Regions from separate parts of the Gossypium arboreum genome. Here region 2 is linked to region 1. The links are chromatin contacts, called in public Hi-C maps. All regions are on one chromosome and are shown on one strand. Each heading gives the region's core, a stretch centred on a gene start, on an enhancer-like site or on the middle of the called end of the contact. The rest is flanking DNA. Distances are from core to core; before and after follow the strand shown.

Region 1 (6,831 bases), core at 1,785-4,284:
TAAAGAAAGTGATTAGTCATTTGTTGTTGTACGACCTAAACTTGGTCATGATGAACACAGTCAAAAAAACCTATCTCCTATGAATTTTGTTAAATCTAAAGGATGGTCGCTACTTTTTCTTTTGAGACAAGTGACAGAAAACTAGAGATATATTTGTTTTTATTGCAGAAAGGCCGAGCATATTAAATTTCATTGTTACAAGCTAATGAAAGATCAAAAATGGAGAAAAACAATGATTTTTCAATCTAATATTGCAAAACTGAATAGAACATCACTTAAATAGCGATTTGTTTGCAACAAAATGAAATGGAAGAATAAAACAAAGAGAATGATTTGTCATTACTGTGGAAAGGTTGGCCATATTAGGCCTTATTGTTTCAAGTTCCAAAATGGCTTCTAGAAAGTTAAATCCAGTACAATAATTGTTCAAACAATCGTTAAGATAGGTAGAAGAACAAGACAATTTGGTGTGAAGTCCACATTTGAGCTTTAAATATCATCAAGTTACTGATGCTCAAGTGAAGCATGAGGTTGTAATTCACGTTAATCATAGTGAGGATATTTCAAAGGTCAAACATACTCCATCTTGTGGAAAAAGATACTTATTGTTCCACGAGCTATAACCCTTGCTATTGAAAAGGTATCATCTTATCCCCTTAAATAAACTTAAGGCAAAACAAATAAGGGGAGCATAGAGTAAGAGGGAGTAAGTTTGTTGATTTTGGTATGGTATGGTTCATGTTTATGTTGACTATGGTTCATGCATTTGAGATTATTTAACTTGGTGGCTATTTTTTTAGCATGCATCCATTTTTGGTGATTGGAAGTACATGTAGATGAACTTATTTTCACGTGAAGGTTGGGTTGAGGCTCATTACTTTTTGAAAGAAAATGTTGAACTGAAATAAACATAGATGTTTAAACTCATGTTTGAACAAAGAATGGAATAGAACATAACTAATAGGGGGATTCTTTTAGCCTTTTGACAAAAAGGGGGAGATAAGTTGATGGTTGCTTGTTATTGATTTTTGCTAATGTTGCTGTATTTTTTAAGGAGAGCTTGTTGGTTTATCCTTGTTGTTGGCTTTTATGATTTTGCTACTATAGTGTCATGTTTTAGGGGGAAGTTAATTTGTGCTCTTGTATGAGCAATGTTGGTGTATTGGACGTCATTTGTTATGAGTTATGTTGATTTGTTTTTGGTATCTCATATGTTTATATGGCATGATAATATAGGCGGAGTTCTAATCATTTGCTTATGTTCTGTCAAAAAGCCAAAAAGGGAGATTGTTAGGACCAAGGTTGTCCATGGCTAAATTGACTCTTTTTCAAACACTTGTTTGAACACTGCATGTTTAAACAATTATTTAGGCAACTGTTTAGACAAGACCTTGGGACAACTTATGTGAAATGTTGGCTTTTTTACTTGGGCCTTCACAAGTGTTTTCTCCATAAGCAAAAGAGTCTGTGAATGTGTTTTATTTCATCCCAAACGATAGTGGTCAAATTTGGATGATTGAAGGGACTATGAGATCTTATCCCATAAGACTTACACTTATTCTTCAAGTTATTTATTTGGTGATTTATCAATTGTTTTTACTTGGTTGATAAGGTTTTGTTTTGCGATAATTATTGGAAAAATATATTTAGATTATAATTAAGGGTTTTATCTTATCAAAACTACTTGGCGAAGCTATAGATTTTGGCGAGCAATTTGGTGGTTGTTGTGCTGTTCATATGAGAGTGCCTTTTTTTAGTTGTTTTGGCGAGCTATTTGTGTATCATTTACTTGGTATTTTGGACTCTTGTGTTAAGCTTGTTATTGGATAATTTTACTAATTGCATTGTAAAATCATTTGGGTTGAGTGACTTGTAATAATTGGGTTCATTATTGGGGCTACAATTACTTTTTTGTATAATGGTAGATTGGGCTTTAATTAATACGTGATCCGGAAGATTGTTGAATAAGAACCATTCAGTAAGTGAAGCCCTGTAGAGTAGACTTGTGAATCTAGATTGCATTAACAAATCTCTTGTATTTATTTCTCCCTTCCTCTTATTTAATTAATACTTGTGTTCTGTTCGAACTTGTGTTCAAATATTTGTTTGAGTAGCTATTGTTTGAACACATGTCTGACCATTTGTCTGAACATTGAATCAGACAGAGAGCAAACCGAGGTTCTTATAATGTTCAAAAACCAAGAGTATCACACTGCAAATCTTTGAGTGTGTGGAATAAGGTCACTAATGATGTTATGGGAGTCTAATACTTAAGAGTATCCTTTCTTATTTTAGAAAAGAATATATAATTTACATTTTATGTATTAATAATATCTGTTTATATAACTGAATCAAATAACATTATTCCATTTAAAAATTTATTTATATTTATAGTCTTTTAATTTTTAATAAAATGATATATGACCTAATTAACCTTTTATTATTATTATTATCTAATTACATTATCAAGACGTTATTATATATGGTTTTGGTTTGGTATTTTCTCTTTTCCTCAAAAGTCCCATTGCCCCAAGTTGTGCGGCCTACAAATTTTGCCCTGATCTTACCTACTTTGAATTGAATTTTTAAAAGCATAATAATCCATAGTTTACTACTCATACACCCGGCATCTAGGAGTTTTTATGGGGCAGGCCAGGACCACCATTGCCTTTTCTTAGCGTGAAGCATACAGCCTGACCAATAAACCATTGCCAACTGGTGGTGGTCAATTACCAGCCCCAAGAAACTTCTAACCAATGTGATTTGTATTATTCCTCTTGCTTTGACCATTGAAGCCCTCACACGCGAATCTATGACCGGTAAAACAAGAAAATAGTAGAACCAGCTGAATATAGATAAAACATTAGTTTTGGTTTTTTAGGGTTGTAAATACTATACGTGTAACAAAACATTTGTTCTTTGTAGTAAAATATTAGAATTGAAATTCTAAACTTTGTTGCATGCTACATTAATTAAACCCAAGTACACAAATTAGAACACATTTAAGAATACTCGGAATTCTCCTTTGCTTACAAATTATTTGTCTAAATGTTTTAGTCTTCCAATCCATCGCAATTAAATATGTACATATGTAAGTCTCTTTTTCATATCATTGTGGCCTGACTAATCAGTTTTGTATACATCTCTGTATTTCTTAAGCAAACTCGGCAATTTTCAGCATCTTAGAATTTGAGCTAATCAATGGATGAAATAGAAATACCTCAATATTTCATCTGTCCAATATCACTGCAAATCATGAAGGACCCTGTTACAGCGGTTACAGGCATCACTTACGACAGGGAAAGCATAGAGCAATGGTTGAAGACTTCAAAGGACACGACCTGCCCCGTTACCAAGCAGGCTTTGCCATCGGATTCTGATTTAACACCCAACCACACGCTGTGGCGGCTGATTCAGGCATGGTCTGCAGCAAATGCAAGTAATGGCATGGATTTAGTTCCCACACCCAAAACTCCTGTCAGCAAGAGCCGTGTTGTTAAACTCATTCGTGACTTTGGGGTCCCTAGTTTTTATATGAACGCTTTGAAGAAAATGGAAGTCCTTGCCAAGGACAATGAGAGGAACCGGAAATGTCTGGAGGAAGCAGGTGTCCCGAAGGCTGTGATTTTGTTATTAATCACATGTCACAGACAAGGTAAAATTAGCTGTCTTGAACAAGCTTTGAGGATTCTGCATCTTATTTGGACACCATGTAGTGAAATCAAGGCTCTTGTAAATCAAAATTGCGATTTCATAGACTGTTTGACATGGATTCTTTTGTGTGAGACTGAGAATCCTGTTATTGTCAGGACTCATGTAATGGTAATCTTGAAAAGGGTGATTGAAGTCACTAATTCAAGGTTGTTGGAGAAGTTGAAACCCGAATTCTTCAAACAAATGTTACGGGTACTGAAATCCAAAACCTCTCAACAAGCTACCAAATCCGCCTTGCACATCTTGATCCAAACATGTCTTTGGGGAAGAAACAAAGCCAAAATGATGGAAGCCAATGTGATTTTCGAGCTCATCGAATTTGAGCTGGAGAAACCCGAAAAGCATGTCACGGAACTGATCATCAATCTCTTGGCACATCTCTGTTCATGTGCCGATGGAAGAGCTCAATTTCTAGGCCACGCCGGGAGCATAGCCATGGTGGCTAAAAGGATCCTAAGAGTCTCTCCGGCGACAGATGATCGAGCTGTTCAAATACTTAAATCAATCTCCAAATATGCTGCAACAAATCATGTACTTGTAGAGATGTTGAAGGTTGGGGCAGTAACAAAGCTTTGCATGGTAATGCAAGCAGATTGTGCCGCATATGTCAAAGAGAAAGCCAGGGGAATCCTTAGATTACACTCCACCTTATGGAATGGTTCTCCCTGTATTGCTGTTTATCTGTTAACCAGGTACCAAAGGTAACCCCGGTCACAAATTTATTAAGTAGTTCAGTTTTAAGTTGAAAGATTATGATAAAGAGTGATCAATAATCAAATACCATTGCCTTTTAAATGTTTATAGGAAAATTTATGATATTTGGTTGTGTTTTAGTGAGAATAGTTGCCTTGGAAAATATCAATTCGATATTTGGTTACTCATGGACCTTTATTATTGTAATAATTTAAAAGATGAACAAAAGAGAATGCTAAAGGAGCATTTTTCAATAAAATTATAAATTTATTGTTATTACTAGTCTGCTTTTGTCGGTGATTTTATAATTTTTTTGTTTATAAAGAAGTTTCATTAAAATTAAATTAAATTAAAAAAAAAAGACCACGTGAAACACACGGGGGAGTGGAAGAAGGTAAAAAGTGAGTTTGATGAGATGAAATTTGGTAGGGAATTTCCGCAATCAAAGGTTAATTGCTGGAAAATGACTTTGGAAAGGAAAACAAATAAAACGTGGTGTTTTTCAAGTTGGAGTGGTGCAGGGCAAAATTGGGTGTTTATCATTTCCTTGTTTTATAATTATATTAAATTAGTCCCTAACAGACATTGAATTATTTTAATGAATGCAGTAAATAGGAAAATAGATTGAATTTGGGTATTTTCTCAAATTTGAGCTTTCAGATTCTACGGGTTTTGGGATTAGTCTGATGGTAAAATTTCCAACTCAATGCTTTAAAATCCATATAATTTTTATCTTAAAATATTCAAGTCATTAAATTAAAAAGGCTTTTTAAAATTCTCCCCACTAAATTACTTCATTTAATAATATAGAAATTAATTTAATACATTCATCAATATATTCATTTCATTTTTTTTTGTTAATATTGAAAATTAAGCATTAATATATTTTAAAATGTTAAATTTATTTTAGTTTTTAAAATAATTAAAATATAAATAAAACAAAGTAAAATAAAGCAATTGGCAAACAATTAAATACAAAATAGGCTTATTGAGCAAATTGCCCCTAAAGTATTTCAGGACTGAAAGTTTGTTTCCTTTACACGGTTTACCCCCAAAAGTTAACACTGTAAACCGGCCGCCTCTTCTAGCCAGTCGAAAGACGCCACGAGGCGCATTTCGGTAAAACTTAAAATTAACAAAAAATCATAAAATTTTAAAAAAATATATTGCTAGAAATGTAAAATTCATAAAAATATATATAATGTAAAAAAATTTAAATTTTAAAATTAAAAATATAAAAAAGTATATAAAATTTATGAAAATTTCGAAAAGTATATAAAAATCTAAAAATTCATTTAAAATTTTAAAATATAAAAAAATTAGCAAAACTTATGGCTCAAAACCCATAATCATTTTCCCAAAACTTTCTCTCATGTTTTACGAAACCCAGAAAAGTTAAAAAGAATTGAAGCAAGCAATAATACTCGCCAGATGAATACTGTATTAAATGCGTTTTATTTTTTCAATAAAAATATAAAAATTTCTACCAACTTTCGTCAGTGTTGAAAATTGAAAACCCAGAAAAAGAAAAATGAAAAAAAAAGAACAGACACAAAGCCTCAACCTTAAAAAAACACCAAATCAAGAAAAAAAACGACAAACCAAGAAAAATAAAGAAAATATAAAGTAGATGAGAAGTGTCGAGAAAGCTTTTGATATATAATTTTTTATAATTTTTTTTGGATTTATAATTTTTTATAATTCAGAGAATTTTAATATATCATGTTTATTTTTTGAATTTAATTTAATTTTTATTTTTAAAAATAATTTATTTTATTTATAAAATTTTACTGATTTTATATAATCTTTTTATTTTTTCAAATTTTAAATATTTTATATTTTTTACAAATTTATGATTCTTTTGTAATTTTAAGTGTTTTTACCCAAAATGTGCCACGTGGCAACTTTTGATTGGTTGAAGGAGGCAGCTGATATTTTTTAATGTGTTAACGTTTTCAGGTAAACTGTGTAATGGAAGCAAACTTTAGCGCTATGTTTGCTTGGATGGAATTGTGATTCCATTCAGGGATTATTCTGAGTAAGGTAGCTATTTCATTGTTTGGTTCACAGAATACTAATCTTCATTCCGATAGTATTCCTTGAAAATGCTGAATGGTCATTCAGCGCTTAGCCCATGGAATGGTTATTCAGCAAATACAAGGAATAGCTTAATTTTTTTTTCTTCCTTGTCGTACCCATAAAAAAATCACAAGTTTACAAGCTTGTATTTAGCAAAAACTTGGGGACGTTATTCATTCACCATTTTCTTCCAAACTTTCAGTTTTCATTGTTCTATCGAGCTGAGGGGAAGGAAAGCTCAAAACGCTCGAAGTCGTCTCTAGGTAAGCATCAACTTTCATGGGGAAGATTCAAGCTTCTTGAAAACTGAACAATATGGATCTTTGATGCTTAAGTTTGATTTGA
Region 2 (6,831 bases), core at 2,419-4,918, 190 kb before region 1:
GTAATATTGAAGGTTTCTCTAATCTTAAAAATGTATTTCTTGTATAGGGATTGAAAGATAACTTAATTAACATAAGTCAATTGTGTGACCAAAGATTTCATGTGAGATATAATAAAAGCCATTGTGTTGTAATTTGATGAAACAATCTCTGTTGTAATTAGAAAAGCAAAAAACTTTTTACAACTTCTACATAGTTGTAAATGAAATTATCTACGACAAAGCTATTGTGTAAGATTTAGAAGTGTGACATCAAAATTTTGGTCATGTGAATTATCAAAATTTACAAAGACTTGTTCGATATGATCCAGTTAAAGAACTTCTAAAACTTGAAAATGCTATGACCTAGATCTTGAGGGGGCTGTTATGGGAAACAATATAAAGTGTCACATCCATTATTGACACAATTGAATTGTTTCATATCATATCCAAAATGAATTCATCAAGTTCCCAGAGTTTCTTTTAAACTAAACAACAACTTATTTTGATATTTTTATTTTTACTATTATATTTTTTTATTCACTTTATTTTAATATGTTGATACGGAATCTATGGATATTTGGATAACTTAAAAAATAAAAAAAGAAACTTATAATTAAAAACATCAATGATCGGATGAACTCCCAACAAAACCTGTAGAAAGACTTTTAAAAAAGTCAATAATAGAACTTAAAAGATTGAAAGCTTCCCTCTTTAGAAGACTTCGAAAGTAATAAACTTAAAAAATAAACAAGAACTAAATCATTCAACTCTAAAAAAATGTACTTTAGAAAAAAAAAACTTCAATTTTATTCAATTCTATTCAATACTTGAAAAGGTGGCTATTTCTAGGCCAAATTACAAGAATTTAAAATAAATAAATAATTATAATTAGTATGTACTAATTATGTAAATAAAACTCTTAAAATTAATTAAATAATTGATTTTACAAGTCTTAAGATTCAATTAATGAATAAATAAATATTTAACCTCTTAAATAAACTTTTAAGTAATACAAAATCTAAAGTGTTTGCCTGGTAGTTAAAGAGACTTCTAAAATCTTTTAACTCAAAAATCCAGTATTCATGGTGATGGTCTTCACTGAAACGCTCCCAAACTCGAACTAACTTGATGCAAAATGCGTTGCGAAGTTAATAAGAACTTTTCTATTCAAAAGTAGAAATTTCAGTCCAAAAATATTCGGATTCCATTAAAAAATGGTTGGATGATGCTCCAGACTTAGCTCAAACGAGTTTTCCCCTCCGCCCATAAATTTTTCTTTTAAAAATTTACTCAATTCAGTCACACACATGTTTGCTCTCAAGTTAATGGCTACTCAATTGTAATAATATGATGATGATGGTTTGAAGCAATGCTATTAGAACTTTGCCACACTTGTTTCTGCTTATCTAAATCTGGATTCCCATCTTTTTCATCAGGTTCCAATCTCTTGAAATGCGCTAGAGAGGCTAATTCATGAATCGACTCTGAAATTTTTTCAGTACAAGCAAGAATATCAAGCAGCAATGAAGCTACTGTCGCAACTTCTAGAATCTCTACGATATCTATGCCTTCACACAACCCTGTTCTGAGCAACGATTTAAGGTTGTCTGCGGCGTTCTTCGATTTTGCGGTTTGAGGACAATCACCTGTTGGTAGAGTCATTTTTCTCATAGCTGATGCTAATCCCTTGACAGCTTTCCCTGTTTCTGAACTTGCTTTGATGAATGCTTCTCGAAAATTTCGACAGGTTTCTGGTGAGGCCTGTAAAAGATTAATGCCAGTGTTAAAAATTACCAGATTTTTAACATTTTGGATATGGACTTTGTTTGACGTTATAGTACCTGTACATCAGAGTTGAGGCAACCATTAAGGGCTTCAATTCTGTAAGCACATTGTCGAGTGAGACTTCCAATCTTCAGGTATTGTTTCCAAGGATGGCGAAATCTGAACGGCCCATGTGGGGGTTCCCATCTAGCAAAATTAACCTGCGAGCGAGAATAAAATCCTTAAGTAAGATCGTATGACACTTGCATCTCGATTTTTTTTATCATGTTGGTCGGTTCCTAATTGTTTTTTTTTTTTTTTCAGCTAGTTCTCCTACTCACCAAAGATTCTTCGCTTTGCTTTGAATTGAGTATGCTTTTATATGCTTGTAACGATGCTTTATTTGACTCTGGTTCGCTTGATTTTCGGAAGTATTCATCCCCAAAACCTGCAAATTAAATGGCATCAATATGCAAGTTTTATGTTGAAATATTTGTGTACCTATATGCTTAAAACAAGGAAGTACCTTCTAAGAAGCTTGCAAGCTTTTCAAGATTGTTGGCAGCCAAATTATGAAGATCTTCGCCAGCCCAAACGGGGCAGATGAAAATGCAGACAAAAATAGCCGTAAATCCACCAATTAGAATAGTGGATACTCTTTTATGAGCCATTTCAAGTACCTCTTCATCACGATAACCAGAAACAGATATCAAGCAAAAGGTCAACATGAATATAAGGAGCCCGTAATCATATCTGACCTTCATTCGTGGAAAGAATCGTATAAACGACACTGTTGCAGCTGTATATATCAACCCAGAATTAGTCCTCACTTGTTATAATAAAATAAATTGATGTTTGTTCAAAATATGCGTTTTTTTATTTTGGATCATGTTGTTTTACCTAGAATGAACACAAAGATTCCCAGTAATATAGGCTGAAGTTCCCGTCCAGGCAGGTTAGCTAAGTGGTGAGCTCCAAAGCCCAGTGTTCCAGCTAAAAATGTTGCCAATCCCCTGTTTAAGCCTTTGCCAAGAGTTGCTCCTACATTAAAACAAACAAGCTTTCATGTTTTGGACGTAAATTTCCAGACTCAGTTGATTCATGTGATGTGATCATTTTAGAGGCTTACCTACAGAGAACTCAATGACGACAATGACAGTTAAAACAGCCCACATTGCTGAGCTGCCAAAGCCAACATATAGATGATCAAAATAGTAGAAGAGTGACACGAGGGTGATGGCTAATCCTACTTTAAACGAATGAACAATTCTTCTAGGATCATCTTCTGCTACTTTCTTCATTTTCCCTGGAAATTCAGCCACCTTGCTTCTTATTTTCACTATCGAGTCCTTAACCAACGCCAACCAACTGTTTGACGACCCCCCTTCTACTACTACATTGGCTTCCATTGTCAAACCAAAGGGGAGCAATATTGATGAATGAAACTCTAGGTGGAGTCGTATATTTATAGCTGTTTTTAAGGAGAGAAGCATCAATCATATATTTATAGCTGTTTATAAAGAGAGAAGCATCAATCATAGTAGCGTGATATTGTAACAAAGAGACAAATGAATATAAAGGAAGGAACGCGGAGTTTGGCATCTCAGGTTGTCAATTTGAACAACCAAGTACCTGGAAAGTTCAATCACTGGCTGCCCAGCTGGAGACGTCACTGACAGGAACCTTTCCTCTCAATTCGGTACTTTCAGGGTCTTTCAACGATGATTTGCTTGCACCATAGTAGTAACACAGCTGGCCAATGTTCAATAGATAAATTACACAAAGATATTCATATTATGGGCAGTGATCACTAACCTACTAGCTGCCGACTCTATTAAAGGTCCGCGTGTGCTATTTTACAACTTTCCTGGTGGTAGGAGGTAAGCTGTTAGGTATTTACACGTACAGTGTACTTTGATAAGATAATGTGTGTATTTGTTTTGAATTCTTAAGACTTTATGTCCTATTTTAAATAATTTTATTTCATAATTATATAAATATAATTTTAATAAATTGATAACTTATATTATATAAATTTTAACATTTTTGTGGATTTATATTCATATCATATCATTCCAACATAAACGTACCAGTCTTTTTTTAGATAAGCTTATAGCCTTTTTTGTTATACCTATGGGGTTCAGAATTGTTAGTAGAAATAGCTAAGATCTGGAGCCCTTTCCAATTTCCATTGCATCGTAATTGACGGTAGGAAAACGTTATTCTATTCTATATATTAACATCATTTTACATAAAAAATAATAATACAAAACTATCATACATCTAATCAATGTAAAAATAAATACAAAGCAATTAAAATCATTAATATGATGTATTTAACACGTATTATATATTTATTTATAAAATTGACATATTTAATAATTTATGATGTTTAATATTAAACTATGATTACATAACTTATGCATCACCTTTCCAAACTTAGTGCAATTTTTCAAAAGACAAAATCAAGATGGTTCTTCAACAAATAATGCATAATTATGAGTGCGAATATTTACAACACAATTTTTTTTATAAGTAGTTTCAAAATTTTGATATGTTTTTTTAATATTTTACTATATCTTTATAGGACACTTGTTAACTCTTAACTTATGAAGTATGAATATTTCACCATCGATGTACCAAATAATTTCCTTAATCACAAATATAGTTATAATTTTTAGGAATAATTATTTATTTGACCCTTCAATCTTACAAAAAAGTTTTTTAACTCTTTATTTAAATTTTCACCTCTTTTAACCATTGAACTTGTATGTTTGTCAAATCATCCAAAATGAATGAAAAAGTCAACGTTTGTTAACTTTTTGACGTGGCAATCTACATGCATACCACGTTACAATTAATTTTTTAAAATTAAAATATTTAAAAATATTTTTATATTATTTCTATTTTAAAAATAATTTTGCAAATTTTGAAATTTTAAATTTAAAAAATTAATTACTTACTGACATAGCATCCACGTGGTCCATGTGACAATCTATGTGTATGTTACATCAACAAAGTTAAAAAATACTAACTTTTTCATATATTTTAGGTGGTTGATAAAACAATGAAAATTCAAAAGCTAAAAAAATTAAAAAAATAAATGAAAAACTTAGATAAATTTTTTATAAAGTTGAATGGTCTATTTACCTAATTTTAAATTATTTCAACATCGAAATATTAAATTTAAAAAAAAAAACATGGGGTTCTTTACATTTTAAGTAAATAAGAAAGTGGTTGTGGTATCACACTCATAAGTATAATAATTAAAGAGTCCAAATACACAAGTATGAAACATGTATGATGCATCAAAATATTAAAAATATAAAGAAATTAAAATTATTAATATAATATATTTAATACGTATTATATATAATATATAAATTTGAAATATTTAATAATTTATGATTATGATATTTTGAAATAACAATAACTCGGGTAAAAGTATTAAGAAAGTCCTATAATTAGGTATAGATTATATTTTAATCTCTACTAAATAAATGGGTAAATTAATTCTTATACATTTTGAAATGTACAAATTAACTTCTCTATTAAAATTTTTTAATAAAGGGATCAAAATACAATTCACTCCTATATAGAGAAAATTTTCTAATACTTTTACCGGACAACGCATATTCAAAAGATAGCAAAGAGAGGACAAGAGTACAAGAGTACAAGACAATAAAAAAAAGGCCAGAGCAAGATTCAAAAATGATGGCCACCCACAAAATCAAACACAAAACCATCAACAAAAGTTAAGACAACAAGCTCTGCTCTCTCGTATAGCCATGGAGCTAGCCAAAAAGCCCCTTTGAGTTTCCAAGCAGAAAACACTGAAACAACAAGCATTAAGGTGGCTCAATCAACAACAGGCATTACTATCTCTTAGAGAAAGTATGCTTTGGATATCTAGAGGAACAGAGATGCTAGACTATAAACCAATGGAAACCCTTATGGATCTTAATGTCAAGTTTGTTCCAAATCAAGGGGAGCCTCTAAAAGATCCTAATCAATATTCAAAGGGTGGCTGGGGAGCTTATTTTAAAAGGATGTGTTGGGGAGTGAGGTTAATGTGAATGTGAACGGTTAACTCAGACCCATTCTAATTTGGGCCTTAAGTTGAAGTTGATAGCCATAGAATGTATGAGTTGGACTTCTTTCAACTATTTTCCTGTCAGTACTAGTTAGAGGTGTTTAGGGGTACTAAAATAGAATAAGAATTGTACTAATTTCAACAATATGTAAAAAGATTGAAGATAGTGAAACTGTACTTTATGTTTATAATTAATAAATACATTTTTATTTAATATTAATTTTTATTATATATAATATAATTTAGATTAAACAAGAGTAAAAAATATTTAACAAGGCTTAGTCCAGTTCTAGCGAAGTGTGTCGAGCCAGTTGAACCGCTCGACTCCATCAAAAAATCTGATACTAGCTAAAATTTTGGTTTAAAATTTCTGAACAGCTTACATGGCAATTATATTTATGACTTGGACTCTGACAATGACTTTAATTTGGGAGCTATAATAATTTTCCTTAGAAACTAGGACCAAAAAATAGTTTTTAAAGAAATAATTTACTAACAGAAGAAAGAGTACAATATCATAGGTTTTAAATAGGCCTAATTCTGCTCCCACTCCCTATGCTTTGAACATTTCAAAATTTAGTCCTACTATTTTTCTCTTTACACTTTTAGTTTAACAATTAAAATCCAATGAATAAGGCTATCAAAGAAATTCTACTAAATTAGACCATCTAACCTTTTAAAAATTAAAAAGTTGCTCAAGTGGCAAATTCAATATGAAGCACAAGTCATGCAAGGAAAAAAACAGTAACTTTCATTTGCTTTTTTTAAAATAGTGCTTACAAACTTACAAACTTAGATTTAACATTTTTTTTTATTTATGAACAAATTTTTAATTTTAAATATGTCACGTAATTTTCTTTAACGGAATTTTTTATGATATTATTAATTATACTTCAATTATAAATTAAAATTAATCGAATGAAATGTAAAAAAAAAAAATTAAATGAGCGAAAAGTGTAAAAACTGGAACCAGGATTAAATCTTGAAATATCATC

What was found. A called contact is a pair of places that touch in the nucleus more often than the background predicts.
Region 2: a Hi-C map of leaf shows a contact between it and region 1, with 4 times the contacts expected there. The contact joins the promoter of LOC108472930 here to the promoter of LOC108471412 in region 1. A contact is called at or near these places in 2 of 5 Hi-C or Micro-C datasets (both in leaf).

Annotation. Positions count from the first base shown.
Region 1 is chr7:83,848,036-83,854,866 of ASM2569848v2, reverse strand. It overlaps LOC108471412 (E3 ubiquitin-protein ligase PUB23-like), which reads left to right and starts at 3,034. Exons shown (of 1, transcript XM_017773035.2): 1 at 3,034-4,768. The coding sequence starts at 3,202. The coding sequence ends at 4,419.
Region 2 is chr7:84,042,810-84,049,640 of ASM2569848v2, reverse strand. LOC108472930 (aluminum-activated malate transporter 2-like) reads right to left here and starts at 3,668. Exons shown (of 7, transcript XM_017774495.2): 1 at 3,376-3,668; 2 at 2,873-3,214; 3 at 2,644-2,784; 4 at 2,270-2,542; 5 at 2,085-2,191; 6 at 1,821-1,964; 7 at 943-1,740. The coding sequence starts at 3,152. The coding sequence ends at 1,309.